2 separate regions of the Anser cygnoides genome follow, and region 2 is linked to region 1. The links are chromatin contacts, called in public Hi-C maps. All regions are on one chromosome and are shown on one strand. The core of a region is the stretch at or near the end of the contact, and the rest is flanking DNA. Distances in the headings are between cores, read along the strand shown.

What was found. A called contact is a pair of places that touch in the nucleus more often than the background predicts.
Region 2: a contact with region 1 is called in a Hi-C map of granulosa cells, with 2.3 times the contacts expected there. The contact joins the promoter of PXDN here to the enhancer-like site in region 1. A contact is called at or near these places in 2 of 7 Hi-C or Micro-C datasets (granulosa cells and liver).

Annotation. Positions count from the first base shown.
Region 1 is chr3:102,947,738-102,953,519 of Taihu_goose_T2T_genome, forward strand. No RefSeq gene overlaps it. Among named protein-coding and RNA genes, the nearest start is that of TRNAE-CUC, 92 kb to the right of the region's middle. Within about 2 kb of position 3,089, at least 1 of the 3 cell types and tissues checked has open chromatin away from gene starts, as enhancers often do.
Region 2 is chr3:103,085,277-103,090,594 of Taihu_goose_T2T_genome, forward strand. PXDN (peroxidasin) reads right to left here and starts at 3,037. Exons shown (of 24, transcript XR_010830587.1): 1 at 2,703-3,037.

The sequences.
Region 1 (5,782 bases), core at 1,839-4,338:
ACCACCTTCACCCCCATCCACCCTCTCCTACCTCCTCCCCCCAGGCAGTGAAGGGGAATGTGGAATGGGGGCTGCGGTCAGTCCCTAACACTTCGTCTCTGCTCCTTACTCGTCTCTGGCCAGCAACAAGGGTCCTTTTTAGAGCTGGCTGGAGCTGGCTCTGATCTGACATGGTGACATGGGGTAGCTGGTGGGCTCTGCTCACAGAGGCCACCCCTGCAGCCCCTCTGCTACCAAGCCCTAGCCACATAAATGAAATACAGAGACAAGACTAGTGGTAGTTTAAAATCTGCCCAAAATGTGTAAAGCATGGATGTCTAGTGCTAGCACCAAACCCCCTCCCTAGAAAGCCATTCATAATGAGTTGCTAACATAGACAGCCACAGCTTCTAGCTGTTTCTTATGCTAAAGTCATTGTGTTTTGGGGTCCAGATGACCAGATCACATTTTTTCTCCCCAAACATTGCGAATGCCATGCTGTTCAATCCTGAGTGTGATTAGAATCCCAAGCTCTGAGACACAGATCATACCTGATTGAGAACAAGCCCAAGTGCCATGCCAGAGGCCTGGGAAGTCACACTGACTGTAGGAGACCCACTACCATGGCTGTGGGATTAATAGCTGTGTGTGCTTGAAGCTCATAATAGCAATCAGTCATCATCCAGAGACTAATGGAGCTGAAAAGGGCATGTAGCCTGGCAACTGGATCCAGTCAAAACAACCAAAACTCTGACTAGCAAGCGAGACAAGTAGTAACAGGTATCAAGCAGAGCAATCTAAAGGTTCTCCATCTTTCTCATTTTATTGCTCTCCTTATTTCTTTGGAGCCACAGCAAGGAGAGGCTGGAGGGAAACTGGAGAAATCCTTCAAAAATATCATCAAACCCACATGTTCAGAAAAAAAAAATGTGTTGTTTACACTAAATACACAATGCAGGAAACTGTTCTATCAGATAAGATGTTCCTCACCTGATTATGATTTGAAGGCAATAAATAGAAAGAACTAGTCATAAAATAAATGTGAACTGAAAACACATGCATTTAGGTCTTAGGCTCCAGAATAAATCAAGTACAAATGTAGATTTTTCATATATCTGCCAGAAGTCAAATATGTTTTGTTATTTTAGCCTATTTAATAGGTTGCTTGTATGAGAACTTTTTTTTTTTTTTTTTTTTTTTTTTTAAGCTGAAATACTCACTGTGAAAGAGCTTTAAAGATTTTGTTACCAATATAGTTAATATGAAAGGGTCTTTTCTGTTTTTCTGTGCCGGCACAGCTACCATAAATGCCAATTAAGATTCCACACATATGCTAATGGCAAAATAGACCCCAAGGTCTATTACATCATTAGGTCTTTTTACTTCTTTAAGTCTTTCACTGTTAATAAAGACTGTTCTCAGTAGTTTATGTGATAGTTATATTTACTTAAGTAAACTTTTTTTTTTTTTTAATATTAGAATTTAATGGGTCACATTCAAAAATAAATAGTTGGATTCAATTCACAGGTAATACAAAGTGACTACTAACATTTAAAGAAATATTCTTGATCCAGCCATTGGGCAATTTTGATGACAGCCTTGAACTCTATAAACTAATGTTCAAATCATTTTCCTCTAATATCGTTCCCCTGAGATAGGGTCAGATCTCTTTAAATTACATATTTCGAAAGCACTTAGGCACCAAAGTCAATTAAATCAATGTCAATGAAAGTTAGGTGCTTTGTCAGTGTAGGACTTAGTCTTCTTGTTTTTCAGTTTCTGATTTGTTGTACAGAAATTCCCAAACATCACCAGCTGTTCAAATGTCATTTTGAACAGTAAATTTTCACATCAGAAAGGGCAAACAAAGCCAGGAGACTGCCGAGCACCAGCAGACACAGATATTAAGTAGTTTATGTTCTGCAATTTATCCAAGTTGTCGTCATTTTATTTGCAGAACAGCTCTATGATTATCTCAAGACCTTAAAGAAGCAGAAAATCTCTGATATTTGGAGCTCGCTGTCATTCTACGGGACATGTCACCCTCCCTCAGAAGTATCATTTAACTCTCCTACATACTCCTCTATATACTCTTTTTTATGTCTAGTTCTACCAGCACTTCTAAAACACCATAAAGGAATTAAGGCTGCATAGACAAGTGTAATTCTGTGACTTTGACTCCCTGCTTTTTCATAATCTTTAACTGCTTTATCATTAGAATTAAAACATCAGGATTACGATGGTATTTAGGAGTCACACTCATGTTACACAAAACCTCACAGCAGTAGTCCCTGCTGTGAAGACTGTAGGCTCAGTACGTATGAGAGACCAAAAAAAAAATAAAAAATCTGGCATTACAGGTCTCCAAACTGTAATACAGCCTGATGTTTCTACTCTGAGCACTTCAAAGCAGAAAGTAACCTCTTTCCTGTTAAAGCAGTAAGTGGCAGCATTGCAATAGCATTCGCTTCCTGATCTTTTTTGTTGTCTTTCAAGGTAACATCTTTCAAAACAATGTTTTCTACATATATTTTTTTTACACAAATATTCCTCTGCCATTCATTTCTATGTCTGTAAAATCTAATTTTACACTGGAGAATGATATGATATATTTAGAATAATTTTATATGTGATAAATTCACGATAAAAAGGAATTTGCACATTTTGTGTCTCTTGTAAATGGAGTCTGTATACATCAAATCCAATCAATCTGTTTCTATACTCAGTCAGAGGGTGTTCTGGATCCTAATTAACATTTCTAAATTGTGTGTCCTGGACAAATTAAAACAAATATAAGGACAGCTGGAGTCTTTTCTTTCTGCTCCTGAGCCAGAGGATGTAAATGGGGTGTCTATAATTTAGATCCTTATTCTTGAGCTTTCTGTTTGATAGCCTCTAAAAAGTAAGCCTGAAAAATCAGCATCAGATCATTTCATGTTAATTGCTTTGCCAGTGATACGGGATTGGATTTATTCTGTTTTCAAGTGCTTTTGGAACAACAGCTGTGATTTTTCCTGGCTCGTAATCATCAGCAGCCGTAAGGAAACTGCAATCAGAATGGAGGAGACAGATCTGCTGATGAAGCACAAGCCTGCCTCCTATCTCACTCCCTCTCGCAGACCTCTTTGTTGGCTTTGCAGTGCTAAAAGGAGCAACACGCACTGAGAATTGGGTACCGCCATTTGCATAGGCCTAAATAGGAATTACACTCTATTCAAAATCTACAGAAGTCAACAGCAAATTTCCAGTTGTGGAGTAGGACTAAAGAATGGAGCTGTTCAGCAAGAAAGGAATTTCCAGGATAATCACTTTCCCAGGTAGACATACAGTGATTAGTTTGTGTATACTTTAGTTCTTAAGCTGTTTTCACACTATCTGGCTGCCTGCATACCATGATGCTGGATGTCAGTTGTCAAAGGTTATTGCTTCACTGCTGTGCCATTTATGCTACTGGCCCTTGCAAAGAAATGAAAAGTGCATGCTCTGTCTCTTGTGTGTGTCTTTATAAAGATCCAGTTTCCTTGTAAGAGCACAGCAAATTGTGTAAATCAGCTTTTCATTGAGAAATGCTGCTTGTCACCTGTCAAGGTTAAGAGGTGAATGAGAAGACTCATTTATTCTTCAAGGAAAAAATTGAACATTTCCAGTGACAGACACTCTGAAAACACTTGCAACAGAAAGGAAATTGTTTCATAATAGCTTGCACGATGCCTTTGTCAAAAAATCACTGGTTTTGCGACATTTCTGAGTGCCCATTTTGAGAAGTGTCATATTAACTCAGGTCTGACTTGGTACCTGGGCTCCTTTTGTCATCCTTAGGAGAACCAACCGTAATGGTGTTTTAGTGGGAACTTAAAAAAAAAAAAAATAGTTACAATGATGATACACTGTGTAGTCTGGCAAATTATTCAAAATTGTTTCACTGATATTAATGTTTTTCTGCAACAAGCCATCCGAAGTACAAATGTTTCTCTTCATCATGTTTTAATGTACTTTGGAATATTCAGAGTAAAAGTGCTTTATATATATAAACCATTACTATTAATTATTACTACAGAATTTTTCCTTCATCATCTCTGTGACCTTTAAGGAACATTAATGAGAAAGTTTACTTGTGAAAGTGAGCTGCTTTTAATGGATGTCTTTCACTGAGACTATATGACTGCTAAGATGAAAGCTCTCAAATGTTAATGCACTTGAGGTTTATAATGTCTAATGTTAATGTCATAGGACATAGGTCAGAGAAGGGAACTGGGAGTGATTGTGCATAATAAACCATCTGCATGTTATTTTGCAGCAACAAAACAGGGCAAACAAAGTCCCAGGACACGTCTACTGAGTTATGAAGTTATTGGAGGACTTCATCTAGCATTTAATGAGGCCTCATTTGAACAAATGGGAAATTCTTGAAATAGGATATCACAGAACCAACTTGTAAGGGGCTCAAGGGAATGAATCTTAAGAAAGGTCTAACTAGGTTTGGCCTTTAATGATGCATAGGGAGAAGGAGGAGAGGAACTTCTCACATTTCATACTCCAGTGTTAGGCTACAGAAACTGCCCAGTGTCCCCTTGAGAAATAAAAAAGAGATATTTTTTTTTTCAGAATATTCTTTTACCTTTGCTTTCCTCTCATTCCATCTGTGTCATTGTAGAGTTCAAGAATGGAGATTACATGTTCACACATAGAACAATGTAAAAAAACTTTAAGCTAGGTGTGTACATCACAACTATAAAATGATTTTTTTCTAACGTGACTGCTCCTGCTGTGCTCAAAACTACATTGTGCCTGTTAGTATCCAGCTACAAATGATGGGTTTCAAGCTAAGTTCATATGTCAGCTAGATAGTGACTTTCATGTGCTTTTATTTTAGGGTCTGGCTTACATTCTACTCAATTTTGTACAGTTTTGTGATGGGGGACAAAAACTGTACATAGGGTGGAGCAAGACTGGAGAAACTAAATGTCTCTTTTAAATTTTATTTATTTGAAAATGAATTTAATTTTGAGCTGCACTACTTGAAAGTGTCTAAGTCTGCAAATGTTTTGAGACCACTAGTTTAAAGTGTTAAATTGCTTTTTATTGCTACAAGTTACAGCTTTAGACTATATAATGGAAGCTGCCCTTAAAATGGTACTGTGGAATGTGCAAGGGTTATATTATCCAATTAAAGGCATGTGTATCCTGCTAGCATTTAAGAGAGCAAGAACACAACCAGTTCTCTTATAAGAGATGCATTTATTTCTCCTAGCTCTCTCAAGCTCACAGAAGCAAAGGTTACATCAATTTTCCACGCAGTTTCTTATGCTCTTCCTGTGGGATAGCTAAATCCTTACACTACAAAGTGACAAACCCACCCAGACCCAGAACTGTTCTTGAAGGATTCCCAGGAGGCTGGTTGATGGGAGTGAATGGGGTTAATGCCAGCAGAGAGTTTGAACTGTTTGTTCTTAAGTGGGAAAACAGCATCAGCAACCATTGTCATAAGTCTCTTTTGTAAGCTTTATAAGAAATTAGAGATATGTAAATAAGGTACAGGAAATAATTTCCCTTTCCAGGGAATTATGCTGCCTGATTACAGCATGCCTTGGTTATTTAGCAACATCTGGAGAGGCAATTTCAACTGCCTTCGAGATAAAAAATTAGATAAAAATCTTGGAACATACCATTCAAGTGCTGGGATGACATTGAAACATTGCTGTGTATGAAACATGGAAATAAATAAAATCCATATATTCAAGTAATGTGACAGTACATAACATTCATTTTTCTAGAACTTCTTTTTTTGTTGTGGGTGGTTTTT
Region 2 (5,318 bases), core at 1,787-4,286, 140 kb after region 1:
CCCAGCCTGCAGCAGGGAAGGGGAAGTGCCAGAAAGTGGGGGAAGCAGGATAGAGTGAGAAAATGTACAGCCAGAAGTAGCACTGGCAAGGTCAGCAACCAGTAATGTTATGAGCAGTTTTCAAAAGTGAGACTGAGATTAGGAGTAGACGTTTTTGATATGTGGGGGAAAAACATTTGGCTGCGGTGTTGTTCTGGCTCCATGCTGTTTTAGTCCATAGAACAAATTATATGTGAAGTAGACCAAAGTCAACTCTGCTTCCAAAATGGGACAGTTTTCAGAACCAACACTTGTAAAAAGCAATATAAATATGTTTATACATATTTACAAGAAAAACAAGAAAAAACTTACAGTGATGTTTTTACTTCACAAATAACCTGTGTCTTAAGAAAGAAAGAAAGCAGACAAGACTGTGTAATTTACCAATGCCAGTAAAAAGGGGCTTAACCCATCAGCAACACAGTTTGCAGGATTTTGTAAGGCCATATTTTAAAGGGGAAGCTGTTCAATTGAAATTAATTCATTGTTTCTAATTGTCTAGCTATCATCACCACCACTAAAAAGAGTGTACTTAATATACGAGCTCTAAATGGAAGACGAACTGTGACAATCAAACTGGCAATGAAATAACTGCTTCACGATTTCATGCTTAAAAAAGAAACTACTCTTGAATGTAGGCTGTTGACTATTGTACTCTGTGGCTGATGGACTACAAAGTTGTATAGAAGTGCAGGTCTACAGAGTAGTAAGGTAAAAATTGTTGGCAAACCACAGAGTAACTCAGTGAGTACTTCAGACAGATGCAATACTTTTTCTCAAGCACATCCTATAGCTAAAGGTAAGCCCTTTATATAGAGTAGGTAAGCTATTTATGTACAGTTGCTATCTTCAAACGATTCATTATTAAATAAGTTGTATCACTGTTCTTTGTCCCAGAGATACGTATTGCCTGATTACCTTCTGGTCTGTCTCTTCCCCATTCACTGCCATTCAGAAAGAGTAATTGCGTGTTTATAAAAAGTTGTATTACCAAAGACCTTAATTTATTTATAACTGTCCCCTAGTCAGCTGCCAAAAAAGAAGAAGAATACCAACAACCAAACGAAAAGTAAGGCCACCGTTGTGTTTTGAAGAACGCTGGTCATCCACAGGCCTATTTTGAGAATTACTTTTCTTTGTCAAACTGGAAAAAAAAAAAGTAACTTATTTTTAATTAATTCTGCTGCATTGTAGGTTGCATTATGCCAGAATGATCATTCAGATTTGGGATACTAGACAATTTGATATATTAGTGGGGTTAGACGAGTATAATGCTCGCATTGTTCATACATTCTGCTCTGACTCACTGCAAGATTATAAATACCCACCGTAAGGGGAGCTCCACCCTGGTTAGGTTCATCTAATACTTTTTGCTGTTGCAGGCCCTTCTACCCCTAACATGAAACCAAGCCATTAAGATTTGACTCCATATTCTAAAGATCACTTTTTTCTTTTTTTTTTTTATATCTTTTATACCTTTTTTTACATTTAAGATGATTCACACAACTAGTTTTACACAGTTTCCTGTAATCTCAAGGCAAAAGGTGCTCTGTAAATGTACTTTGTTTCAAATGTAAGAAACATTAACCACCCACTTCCTGTATTGTTCCCTAAAAGGTTTACAAGTACTGCAGGACTAATCGGATTCTGCCAAAAAGGCTGAACTTCTTGCCAAAGAGGGACTCAGTTAATGCTAAATGACTGTAGTCTTCACATTAAATAATACTTGGAAGCTGAAACACACCGAGGCTTTATGGATCTCTTTTGAAAATATCTGACAAAGTTGCAAGTCAATTTATTACAGGAGGCCCTGCAAGAAAATTCCCAGGGCCAAGCTCCGCTCGGCGTCCAGGGCTGCCTGTGTGCAGGGGAAGGAGAGGGCTGGTGCCAGGAGTCTTCTGAGCCCGAGGAACGCAGAAGCGGGTCAGTGGAACAAATCTCGTCCTCACGGCAAGCCTCGAGACAACACAGCGTGGGGTGTTCGGTTAGGTCTTTGCGTTTATTGTAAGGACAAAATGGATGGAAAGGCAATCGTTTGAGTGAAATCCATGTGATTGAGGTTGATCATCCACTGAGTTTTATTACCAGCACAATCCTGCTCAAAAGAGTTGAGCCCTGACCTTGCAGGGGCTCGGCCAGGCGCTTCGACTGCCACTCTGGTCGTGCCTGCTTTAAAAAATAGGACTGCGGGCCGTAAGGTCGCATGTCCTCAGGCTTTTGCGGGAACTCGAACCGAGTGAGTCTTCCGCAAGCCGAGAAGACTGGGGGTCCCGTGGAGGTCCCGTGGAGGTCCCGGCTTGCTGACCCACCGCCACCACGCTTCGGCACCGAGCAGCAAGCGCTGTGTCCGCCTCCCCATCCCTCTGCCAGCCGAACGGGCTCTGAGGGCAAGGCAAACTCCTTCCAGGGACGGCGAAGCCCGCAGTGCCCGCAGGCTAACCAGGATACCCACCTCTACCCGCACAACGCCGGGCGGGGAGCCCCGGGGCTAGGGCTGGAACCGGGAATGGGGGGCGGCGGGGCCGAGCCCCCTCCCCCGACCGCAGACAAAGAGCCGAGGCTCCACCGCCCCCCAAAGTGCCTCCCACCCCAGGTATCCCCTCCTCCTCCTTCCTCCTCCTCCCTCCTCCTCCTCCCCGCTCCCTGCCCGCCCGGCTACTCACAGGATGGTGGTTTGGGGCGAGACGGCGGGGACGCTCTCCAGCATCAGATGCATGCAGCGCACGGTGGTGCGGAAGCAGAGGCAGCGGCTGGGGCACCAGACGCTCCCCCGCTGCGGCGGGGGCTGCGCGGCGGCCGGCGGGGGGGTGGCGAGCCCCCCGCCGCGGAGCAGCAGCAGGAGCAGGAGACAGAGCCCGGGGGGGGCTTCGCGCCGGGCCATGCTGCACGGCTGCGGGGCAGGAGGAGGAGGAGGAAGAGGAGAGGGGCTCCGGCAGGTCCGCGTCGCGCCCGGCCGCGGCTGCCGCTCTGCTCGGCGGCGGAGGGGCGCTCCCGTCCCCCCCCCCCCCCCCCCGCAGGATGGAGGAGGGGACGGCGGTGGGACCGCCCCGGCCGGCGGCGGGACGGGACGGGCTGGGCTGGGCTGGGCTGAGCCGTGCCGGGCCGTGCCGGGCTGGGCTGGGCCGCCCCGCCGTGGGGAGCCCCCCGTCCAGCCCCCCGCCGCTGCACCCATGGGTGCTGCGGGAGCCGCGCACCGGGCCTGGGCTGCCCCCGGGGGGGGGGGGGGGGGGGGGTGGAAAGGAGGGAGGAGGAGGGAAAAGAAGGAAGGAAGAGGGAAGGGGAAGGAAGGGAAAAAGAAGGGAGATGGAAAGGGAAGGGGAAAGAGGAGAGGAGACAAAAAAAGACAAGGGGAAGGACAGGAAAAAGAAAGTCGGTGGTGATGCCCAGATACCCCGCATGAACTGTGCTCACGGCTGAGCCTCATTTGTCCCTTTTGCTCCCGATACCACCTGGCACAGACAATAACAGTGACCTCACATTACCCTTATGGGAAGAAGCAAGTTCCACACAACTAAGTCCTGCTGCTATTCTGCTCTGGAGGCATGGACACAACCCCTGGACTGCCTCCTCTTAGTGCACTTACTGCTGGCCTAGGCAAACCTGACGGATTTCACGAAAATTACACACTGCTAATGTGTTTGGGTAGACATGTGCACTGGCTTGGAGGTGTAAGCCCACCAGAACATATCTGTACTTATGGGAATAGTGTTTGCATCCTCAGCTCCCACAGCCTCAGCACTTCTTCAAACCAAATCCTGCACAAGAATACAAAACTAGATTCCCTTTGAGATTTCTTTCATTGCCCTAAAAACATTGTCATTCTTCTGTGGAGTCAGGTCCAACGTAGGCAGAGATCTTTTCTTCAACATTCTCCACTCTTTGAGTATCCTGGGTGAAGACATTGGCAAGTCATTTCTATAACGACTGTGGTCACAACTAACCTACTGAACGTAACAAAAGCATTCTTTTATGAATTATGGGTGTCAGCACCTCCAGTTGCACCCCAGAAATAACTCGGGACACTTCTGCAGGGTTGCCTCTGATCCTTTTTCTTCAGGGAACCACATAGAGACCATTCTTACTTAAAAACATTGCTGTGATTTTTCTTGCTCTGAATCTCACTGTGAGAAATTGGTTTTAGCATGTGAGTCAGGTAATGAATCTACTTCCACCCCACCACCACCACCACCAAATCAAACACCTCATGTGAGAAATCAGAGCCTGGAAGTGTGCTACAAGTGCTGGAAGTCACTGATGGGCTCAGTCTCAAATATGCTGAGATAAGTCATTTTCTGGAGCTTGCTTTCTGCAGAAATGCAATTTGACTAAGTTTCTCCTGAGACATCACGTTTCTCTTCTCTAAAGTGAGATGTGACTCCCTATCTCTAAGACAGGAGTTAGCTGGTGGAAGCACAGATGGGTCTGTCTCATTCTAAAGAGCCCTGAGCCCTTTAAAACAGCCTTCGACCCTCCACGAGCAGGAGGCTAGCTAACTGGCCACCCGCAGGATCTGCCTGGAGGAAGACAGGGGATGCTCATTGGTGTGCAATCAGCAGTACTGATTCTTGGAGAGCCAGAGGCTCCCAGAAGACTCTTATCACTCAGATACGCTTCTGAATTAGGCACATTTCTAAATGCTGATGCAGAGCTGGGCTTAATCTGTTATTTCAACACACTGAAGTGCTCAAAAACTCATATAAATGTCAGCTGTGTCTTACAGTGGAGGATACCAGACTGAAGTAGAAGCGAGGCTTGTGATGTGTACTGAAGCAGCAGGTTAAAAGGTGCATCACTTCAGTGTCAACTCAGCAAGCAGCTGCTGTGTATATTGCTGCCTCTGCATTTGTAATCAGTGCTGGGCTATGTGCATAACCTGAAAATTAAGTTTGTTTCCTGGTCCAGGAAAAGCTCAGACACTTTTGACCTACAACGTGCAAGTATTGGCACGGTTGCCGGAAATGCCACTCACATCTTGGCTGTCATAAATCTGTTGTCCTGCAATGCCCATACTAAAAGCAGCAGAACAACTGAGGTTAAATAATTAAACACAATAATATAGAGATATCACTAAATCGGAATATTTGTAACATTTACAAAAATATGATCGGGGTTTACTTTGTGGTGCTGTGGTACTTTATGATGATTCTTGTCCAAAAAAAAAGTACACCGTCAAAGCTGATTACGATTTCTGCAGGAATTTAAAATGGTTCTGAAAAGTTTTTAGTATTTGGGAACTTGCTGGACTATTGTCTTATGCATTGGAAATATCTATGCTATAC